Regions from separate parts of the Mus musculus genome. Here region 2 is linked to region 1. Evidence: chromatin contacts called from public Micro-C data. All regions are on one chromosome and are shown on one strand. Each heading gives the region's core, a stretch centred on a gene start, on an enhancer-like site or on the middle of the called end of the contact. The rest is flanking DNA. Distances are from core to core; before and after follow the strand shown. Region 1 holds the start of Syndig1 (synapse differentiation inducing 1). Region 2 overlaps Syndig1 (synapse differentiation inducing 1).

What was found. Hi-C and Micro-C count contacts between places; a contact is called where the count stands out from the background.
Region 2: a contact with region 1 is called in a Micro-C map of embryonic stem cells, with 3 times the contacts expected there. The contact joins the enhancer-like site here to the promoter of Syndig1 in region 1. A contact is called at or near these places in 6 of 39 promoter capture datasets (cranial neural crest, embryonic stem cells, hippocampal neurons and 2 more), 18 of 484 Hi-C or Micro-C datasets (cerebellar granule neurons, cerebellum, cerebral cortex and 5 more), 16 of 115 datasets of contacts at active chromatin or transcription factors (PVALB interneurons, SST interneurons, embryonic forebrain and 2 more) and 3 of 9 other capture datasets (adipose tissue, embryonic stem cells and liver).

The regions. Positions count from the first base shown.
Region 1 is chr2:149,827,976-149,832,643 of GRCm38.p6, forward strand. Syndig1 (synapse differentiation inducing 1) reads left to right here and starts at 2,808. Exons shown (of 4, transcript NM_001085521.2): 1 at 2,808-2,950.
Region 2 is chr2:149,979,883-149,984,897 of GRCm38.p6, forward strand. All of the region lies in intron 3 of Syndig1 (synapse differentiation inducing 1), which reads left to right. Among named protein-coding and RNA genes, the nearest start is that of Syndig1, 150 kb to the left of the region's middle. Within about 2 kb of position 3,344, at least 6 of the 459 cell types and tissues checked have an H3K27ac peak or open chromatin away from gene starts, as enhancers often do. A contact at or near this core is called in embryonic stem cells and stem cell-derived epiblast-like cells, where this site is marked.

The DNA of each region.
Region 1 (4,668 bases), core at 1,558-4,057:
CACATGGCACAAATCATCCTGATACTTTTAATAATCTTCAATTTTAGAGCTTTTTAGTTAAATACACACTTAGAAGTGGTTTCTATCTAACAAGAAACCAACAACAAAACTCTTAAATCTGTATTCTCCTTATCACGTCCCCTATCTCTGCTATCCAAAGGCTTGACAGCTTGTTCAGCACCTGAGTGACAGTTCCTCACAACACAGGAACTGGCCCCACTCACCTCACAAATCTCTGAGAATTCTGTAATCTCCTCTAAGAGATAAGCATTGTTGAGAAGGTTAGCCAATTTCCTGGAGATTAGCAATTTCTGTGGTGTCCTGTTGTAGCCTGATACATGACAACTCTTCACTGATTTTCTTGAAAACCTTTATTTCACTGCTATATTTTATCAAAATCGCTACAATCACATTCTGAACCACTATGACTTTGCATGTAGGAAAAACTGGCTCACATGTGTGCTGTATTCCAGATTAACTGAGGTATTCTATCCTCTAACAGTAATAGATGAGATCCCTCTTAATACATGATTCTCAACTAGGAAGTGTAAATTTCTTTTAAAACACAATAAAAATCCCAGCTTCAACTGAGAGGCGAACATCCAGTCTACAATTAGAAAGTAACATATTAAGTGGCAAAGTGGATAATGTAGATTAAGAAAAATAAGTCTTTGACATTATCTCAGAAATTCAAACACGCACACCACACACACAGAAACACACATACTATCTATCTATCTATCTATCTATCTATCTATCTATCTATCTATCTATCTACCTACCTATCCAGACAACCAAAGGCTGGAAAATGCTGTCCATCTGTGAATAAATGCCTGTGTTCCTATGCAGACCCAGTAAATCATCCATGGAAAATTTTCGCAATATCTAACACATAGAGGCAGGTCACAGGGACTCAACCCTGGAGGCCATTGTTCTATTTGGAGGTAACACAGAGACAGTTGGGATCCATGGTGAGTCTTAACCCTACATTTGACAAGTTACCTGACTGCAATTTTGGGGGGAAAACTCGCTTTAAAATTCTAGCAGTTGTAAACCAAGCAGATGCTCTGGCAAACCCAAGTGAACCTCTAAGGCAACCTAAAGGCTGACTACCAAGATAGCTTGGCTTAGACACAGAGAATGAATTATAGTTGTAGGTGACCCCGGCAGTTTGGGAGACAAGACTCTCTCAGCCTTTCAAGTCTCCATCTCTTCAATAGACAAACAGCAGTGTTGATTCTGCATCCTGCATGGCTCTAACAATGGATGCTCAGCCTAGCAGTTCACAGGAGAGCAGAGAATGTTCTGTTCAGGAAGGAACCAGAGACCATAAGCTGTTTTACAGAGAGAGGTAAGGCTGACAGTTTCTGTTAATTTAAGAGATACTAAATGGGGGATACTCACAATGTCCTTTTCAGGCTGTCCCAGATAAAAGAGCTGCCTGGAGCTCAGAGCAACCAGTAGAAGAAAGCCAGGTGCCTAGCTGCTGCAGAAGTTGAGAATGAGTGTGATATTTAGATGTAAAGAAGACGTTCAGATGAACCCAAGCAAGGAGCTTCTCTGAACACACCTGGGTCCACTAATCAGCTCAACCTCCTTCCTAAGCCATCCAAATCTGATTTTTTTGTTTTCTATGTACAGCTAAAGGTCCCCAGAAGCCAAGTGCTGCACAGGGCTCCCAGGCAGGATTTGAGCTACCTCCAACTCTGACACTCCAAATTCTACTTGGCTAGATGCGGCAGTTTCTGGGGGCAAAATCTTGGTTTTGAGGCAAGGGGCAGGAATCTATACAAGATAGCTATAGATCCAAGGAACCACTAGGGAATTAGCAATGTTGACTCCCCAGGGAGAAAAAGTTTGGGTTTGGGAGAGCTGAAGCAAGGTGAATTTTCCCTTGTTTTGAAAGGGGGTCATTCAGATAAGACAACTTTTGATCCTCTTTTTGGCGAATTTTCTAATTCCTTCTCTATAAAATCTGTAAGGAAAACACGCCCACTCGAGCATGATTTTCCCCAACGTTTGAAATGTAGATTGTCTTCGTAGGCGGCTCTACTAGGGCTCTCCTCGACCTACTCCAAGCCACCACTCTGCCCCACCCCCAAGGCGTCGTCGGCCCAGTTTCCTTCCACAGCAACTACCATGGGGCCACCCGCAGTGCACCTACAATGGTGTTGGTCCGAGCTACAGGCTTGAGTCCCAGAGTACCGATTTCAGGCTGGTCTCTGTCTTTATTCCTTCTGCTGGTCAGGACGTGGGTCTTTCTCTGAACCTACAGTGTCCAGAGAAACCTTCTGAACCTCAAGTCGACCTGGAGCCTGGGAGGTCTTTTAGGACCAAGGGAAGCCACCGTTTCCACAGTCGGCGGCTAATTCTTGTCCTCCTAGTTCCCAGTGGCAGTCCCCCTTCCCCCATCTCAGTCGCCCCAACGTTTCCAGACACTAGCCCCCGGCCACCCGCCAGCCGCTATCACTGGCGAGGGCACAGCTAGCCTGGAGCAAAGTTAGTGGCCACCTTCGTGTGCTGCCGCTCTCTCTCCCCCTCCTCTTCCTCACGGCCACCTTCTCCCGGGGACCGCGGCCGCATACTCTTGCACACAAGTCGCCAGGCTCCGCGAGACCAAAGAGTGGAACGGCACATCCCGGGTCACCCCTAGTTCAGCCCGCGCCCTTTGTGCTCCTAGGGGCCAAGAGGACCGGGTTCTGGAAGGGTGGCGCCGCAGCCCTGTGTTCGGCTCTCGGGAACTGTGTGCTCGGGGCAGCCCAGGGCGCTGGCAGTGATCCAAGGAGGGGAGCGGCGGGGGAAGCTGCGCGCAGGGGAGGGCAGAGGCGGAGAGCCACGAGCCCAGAAGCAGAGGCGGGCTCCGCACCGCCCCGCGCCCCTCACGCTTCCCGGCTCTCGAGACGCGCGGGCGGCCGCCTGGGCGCACCAGCCGGGTCACCTTGTCCCGGAGGTAAGTCCCGAGCACCAGAGCTGCGCGGGAGGACCCCGGGCCACCGGAGTGGGCGGGTGTGGCGGGCGCGAGAGGATGCCCTGGCGCAGGCGGGTGTCCTGCTCCGCCTCGCAGCGCGCAGACCAGGCGGCGGTGATGGTGTGCCGGCCGCGGTAAGTCCTGAAGGGTCGCAGTGGCCGGACTAGGGAGACACAGTGTCGCCCCGAGAGAGGGGAGATGGCGCCTGACGGGGAAGATGCAGAGAGGACAGGAACTGGTAATACCGGCCCAGGGTGCGACTTGGCGCCTTGCCACCTTGGGTACCCAGGCGGCGTGAAGGGGCTGCTGTGCGACGTCGGTTAGAGCTAGTGCGTCTGTGTCTTGAGTTCGGCAAAGCCAGGCTGCTGGGGGCCAGGCCGGTGTACTGGAACACCTAGATGATACCGACCAGTCCCTGGAGCTACCTAGCTGAGTCCAAGAGGGGCTGGCGAGAAAGGCATCCGCGGAGGTGGCAGTCAGTGAGGTCCACATGGGACAGGAAAGCAAAGGGCCGAGGGGAAAGAGAATGTAGAGTTCCAGAGCATCAGGATTGGGGTGGGTGGGTGCACAATCGGTTACCTGAGCGGAAGACCGGACTTCTAGAACCCTTCACCTCCATCCAAAACGAGACCGGTTTTTATGAGCTGTCCGGTCCCTGGCAGCGCGACAGTCTGCAGCCTCGGAGCCGCCAGTCCTGGCGCCGAGATGGGCGCAAGCAGATGCGATTAAAGGGTTCAGATTCTAATTTTGTTGTCTCTGGGCGTGATTTCTACACTTCATTCGTGTCCTCTCTGTAAATACTGGAGAGAGTGGAGCATCCATGGAGTTGGACACTTTTCTTAAGAAAGAAGGGCTTTGGGCATGTGCCTGTTTTGTTGGACCCTAGCGGTGTGGTGGAGGAACCTTCAGTTGAGCTTTGGGCAAGTAGGATAAGGGTTGGTTGGCTTTACTAAAGGACCACAAGAAGGGGTCTTCTGGTATTCCTCATTTTCTGTGGGGTGTTCTGCTAGCAGAAGCGCAGGCACACGGTGCCTCAGACTTAAGGTGCGCACCACACTCCTGCGGTGTTTGATGTGGAGGTGGCGCCTCTGCGCTGCGGGCAAGAACTGGGTTGCCTGTGTCTTTCATAGTCTCACCAGGGTTTTTGGTGCAGCAAACAGTGGTCTCAGTTTAGCTGTTTGGGGGACGTAGGGGTCTGACAAATACCTAGGGGCTGTTTTTCTGTTTAGAATCAGGCAGCGGGACATGCATCTCTAGGGCCCTCTTCTGCAGAGCCGCGAGGTGGTAACCATCAGGCTGCGAACTGCGCAGACCTGCAGCTTGAGCGGTGTGGGGGATGGAGGGGGGGACGGTGCAGGGGGTAACAACCTCCTAACATATCTCAGAGCCTGTGGATTTTTCTTTGTCAAGGTGTCTGCAGCTTGGGTGTTTGCAGAGAAGTGGTTTCAAAGAGGGGAAAGGGGGTCCTGATAAAAGTGTCTGTAGCCTGGTGTCTGTTTGGAGGAGGGGAGAAGCTGAGGGGAATTTTCAGAGAAGTTGCTCATGCCTTTGACCGCCGTTTCGAAGTTTTAGACCACAGGTGCGGGGCCTGTGGATGTGTGAGAAAGCATCTTTCTTTCCTCTTTGCTTCCTTCTCTCGCACCTAGGAACACTTTAGCCTTTTGCTGGGACAAGCTTGTCTCTGTAAGTGATCAGATGCC
Region 2 (5,015 bases), core at 2,094-4,593, 150 kb after region 1:
TAAAGCATCCTTCTGCCGTATGGATAAATTTTTGCTTCTAAGAAACAAAATATGGGATGCTATTCCCTAGACCTGCAGGGCTCAGTGTTCAACTTCCACCAAAACAAAGACTTTAAGCTGGGCGTGGTGGTGCACGCCTTTAATCCCAGCACTCAGGAGGCAGAGGCAGGCGGATTTCTGAGTTTGAGGCCAGCCTAGTCTACAGAGTGAGTTCCAGGACAGCCAGGACTATACAGAGAAACTCTGTCTCAAAAAACAAAAACAAAACAAAAAACAAAAAAACAAAAACAAAAAAAAAACAAAAATAAACAAAGACCTTAATGCTTTTCAATTTTTATTCAATCGGTCACAATATTTTAAATATTCACATTTATTTGCTTTTCATTATTTTCATTTTTTCTGTAACTTGCTAGGTCACACATTTCTGTATTTCCATGGGACTTTTATACTTTATTGACTTGTTGATTTTTTTTTTTTTAATATCAGCTACTCACTTTGCCTGAGTTATATCTCCCATACTTGCAGTTGTCAAAAGTGTCATTTGCTACACAGAGAAATTGTCTCTTCTGTAGCATGGAGAGGAATGTGAGCTGACTGTGAAGAATCTTGGTGTAACTTGGCAGAAATCTGGACTGATGTCTCCTAGGCACCATTAGAAGATCCAGTCTCAACAGGCAGCCTGGATGCGTGAGTCAGAATCTTTCAGGGCCACCCAGCTTCTGCCAGCTCCAAATAGGAAGAGAGCATGGCTTCCAAGCCATCTCTTATTCTGTTGCCATAGAGATTTTTGAGACAAGGAAACCAATGTCAATAGAGACCTCTTTTGTTAACTCTGAGCTGTGGGGCCTAGGGATAGCTTCATGGTGTGATTCTTGGACTAAGGATGATGTTGCTTCTTTCAACCAAGAGAAAAGGGTAGAGAAGAAATAGTGTGTGGAACCAAGTCCTTGGTCTTCAGGTAAAAGCCACTCTTCTCATACTACATAGAATCTCCCACTGAGGCAGCTTCATTTTACTATTTTAAAAGTTTTCTGACTTTCTGGGTTTTCCAGTGGTCTTTTTAGAGTGCCATTGGGTTACGTAAGTTCCTCTCAATGTTGATGTCGTAAAGAGTGAAGATTGTTGATGTGCTAAAGACAGGCCTGAGACCCAAGGGGCACTGCCACTTATTCCAAATAGAATGTAGAGTAAGCAGAACCTGTGCTATTCAGGCCTTTCTCCCAGTTTTCTTTCTTTCTTTTTTTTTTAAACTGGTAATTATTTAAGTTTTTAAATTGGAAATACATCTTGGGGAAGAAGCCAACCAAAGGAATACCTGATTGTAAACTTTGATTTTATTGCATTAATATAACACAAACTTTTGCATAACCACACCAATGCAATTATTCATACAAGCTTTATATTTTATTACCAGTTACCCACTTTGTGTGATACTGGGTCTTACTAGTTCCATATACACGTGGTATTTGGTGCTCAGGTGGGTGACCTCTTCTGCTTACTTTGACCACCATTCTTGCTATTTCCATGAATGTATACAAACACACACACACACACACATACTATATATATATATACACACACAGAGACACATCAAATATAATATGTCATGCATATCTCTCCTCTAGGAATGTGTCAACAATTCATTTTCATGAGATAGGACATACTTTCTCCATCTCAGTATTTTTGCTCAGAAGACTGTACTATACTATAATTCCCATTTTTTTCTTTCTAATATTTTTGTATTGTATATTTTATTTATTTATTTTTACTTTTGACCTTTCATACATGTATAAAATGTATTGTGGTCATATTTACCACCATTATCCTCTTTATTTCCCTTCTTTTCCTGCCAGTGCCCTTCTTCCCAAGTATTCCTCCCTCCCTCCTTCTCTTCCTCTTCCTCTCCTTTGTGTATGTGCAAGTGTGCATGTGTGCACTTGTAGGCATTCTCAGATTTTGGACTGATAGCAACAGTTGCTGTGTGTTCTGATATTTCACAGTTAACTCATGTGTTAGTCTTCCACTGTGTAGACAAATGACTGAGATAGTCAACTTACAAAGAGAAAATGTTTACTCTCCTCTTTTTGGAAATGGAACTCTTCCGTGTTGGTAGAAAATTAGCTCCCTTCATCTTTATAGCTGGAAAGTGACTAAGTACTGGGGGGAAAAAAGCCTATCAAAACTGTGTAAGTATACTAGGATGTCTCTGAGACACAGGTGTAAATTATAAGCTTTCATGAAGGCCTCTAAAGACTATCCAGTCACTTGGGCATTTGCTTCTAACAGCAGCCATTGCCTGGTTGTTCTCCTGGAGAACTGTTGACCAAGAAGACCTTGTCCTTTCTACCTGGAGATATGTGTTTATCTGCCCTCCTCCCTTCATTGGAACAACTCTTCTAGGTAAAATCCATGAAACTCGACAATAGAAAAGCAGGCCTGCAAAGGAGACCTCTGTTTTTGTCCTCCAAGGTCCCAGCTAATTTGAGATCCTTTTTATGGAGCATATTGCTAACCTAGGAAATTCCAGCACAGTATAGAGTCCTCAGACTTCTATCACAAGAGTTATCCCAAGTGCTGATTTCCCTGGATGTGACCTCTTTCAAACTATTAAATTTCTGTTATTTAAATGGAGAGGGCAGACATCCCAGAAAGAAGACAAAAAGCAGAGCAAGTGCTCAGCCTGCAGGTATTCTGCAAAGACCCAGCATCCATGTAGAGGGGTGAGAATAGGCACAGCTGGCTATAGAATAACAATAAAAGTAGCCAGCTGGTAGAGGTCATTTGACTCCCTCTGGACCTCCTTATTTCCAACTACCACTCTACTTCCTACTGTCAGGACTCTGTGGATGCAATCCTAGACAATCATAAAAACACCTTGGAAACTGTTGTGACCTGCTTAAATGCTTCTGTCAAGGCAAAAGATGGTAAATGGCCAAGGCTAAAATGTCCAAAGAAGTTTTACTTCCAGCTGGTACATTGTCTTGCCTCATGCAGTTATGAAAGGTGGAAGTGAATGGGTCACTTGAGTAAAATAGCTGAAGTTCACCCCTCATTTGAAGCGAGAAAGCAGAGTGTACATAGCAGCCCTTCCGCTGGGTCCCAAAGCCAAAGACTCCATGACTGTGCATGGCTTAAGAACCATCACAGAGCAAGGTAAAGCAGCAGCAGTGATAGGGAGGAAAAGGATAAGAAGGGCAAAATCCAGGAGAAAATATTACAAGTGAACCCACAGTACCTACCCTGAGCTCAAGAAGACGAACACAGATAACCAGAGTATAGCTGTGTGCTTAGTGCAGCAGGAGTGCTCAAGGGGAGGGCACTTTCTAGGTTCTGAAAGGTAAATGCAAACTCTTTTCTCCTCCATTAACACAGGAGAGGGGGCAAGTCATCCATGACAATACCCTATCAGAGAGTCACACCCTATTATCTGCTGGGAATTGTGGATGAAAAACAGGCTATTCATATGAAAATTGAAGGAATTTCTCCTTGGGGCTGCAATGCAAGGGCAATCAGAAGGTTATGGAGTAACTCCAGTTTACCACAAGAAGACAGCAGGGTGGCTGCCTATAGAGTAAGACCTATATCCCTTAACTTCAGAAACCATGTCATCACCATATCTGTCTATTCTAGGTATGGAAATGGATTATTCAAAGAAGGGGTACTACCTGATAGGCATGCAGACATGTGAGAACAGTAATACGGTGGAAACAGAAAATAAAATCTGTGTGTTTTAAATGCATGTTAAGATGAACATCAGTGCATATGGTTGCTACTGAAATCAGGAAAAGGAGACTAGCAATTGTCAAGATGAGTCACATTAATTGGGCAAGCAGAAGCTAAGACTTCAGCATAAAGGGCTCTTGGTGACTCTCATCAGGGCCCATGACAGTTTCCACTTCCAACTTCAGAATGAGAACTGTGTCAGTGATGGAATATAAGTAACAAGGAGAGCCAGAGGCATCTGTGCTAAGATACTACACAGTCCAACCTGGAGGCAGCTCTGTGGCCATCTTCTTCATGGCAATAGTGAAGCGATCATCTTTGGAGAATGATCAAATCGAATGGTAAGTAGAGGCAAGGATGCACCACCTTGTGGAGAGACCACAGAGGCCTTACCTAGGATCACAGAAACATACATTGTCTGAAACATGAACAGAAGAGATGCCATTCTGGATCAGGGAAAGGGAGTCAGAGAAAATGTGACTGAGCTTGTGACCAACAAGGTGATAAAGCAGTCAGGATAAGCTGCACACCCCACCAGAAATCTGTGCCATTTAGATCCAGTGCTACTAAGGGCTTCCCATAGGGCATTGACAATGTAGGTTATAGACTTGGGGGACACAGCTGGGAATGGAGAGACCAAGGCACATCTGTACCTAAGGCAGGGCCTTTGCATGTTAAGGAGCCTTCTGATGCCTTCAGGCTCAGAGGAGGGTATGGTATAACTCTACATCAGCTTGCTGGCCTGCCTGACAGGGACACCATGCTACTTGTAGGAACAAATTGAAATATTGTCCTGGTACTGTTGAGGACAAAATACCTCTCTAAAGTTTCAACCTCAGTAGATTTTTTACTCTGTGCATCCCTATTGAAGTTTTAGCCAATATAATCCATGGTGAATAAGTAGGACAAATTTAAGGAGCAATTATGTGAAGTGTTGCATTTTTATTTTATTCTTGCCTTACAATCTCTGTTGCCTTGTTGCTTTGGCCATTTGGGATTATTTGAAACCAGACCCTATGTCTAACTGACATCCTTTCCTCTCAAGAGTTTGTCTTTTTTCACTATAAGTAGTTGCTTCCAGTTCACCCAGTATTGATGTACAATAATGTACAACCTCAGAATCGCTGATGTGCATCTTCCCTGTTCAAGCTCTAGAATTAGCTGTTTCTTCATAGAACCTTAGCTTTTACTGGATAACAGTGTAAGAAACCAAGATCTGGACAATAACTGCTGATTGTCAGCCCTCCCTGTGACAAAACTAGGAGATAAATGTTCATACTTAGTCATGTGAC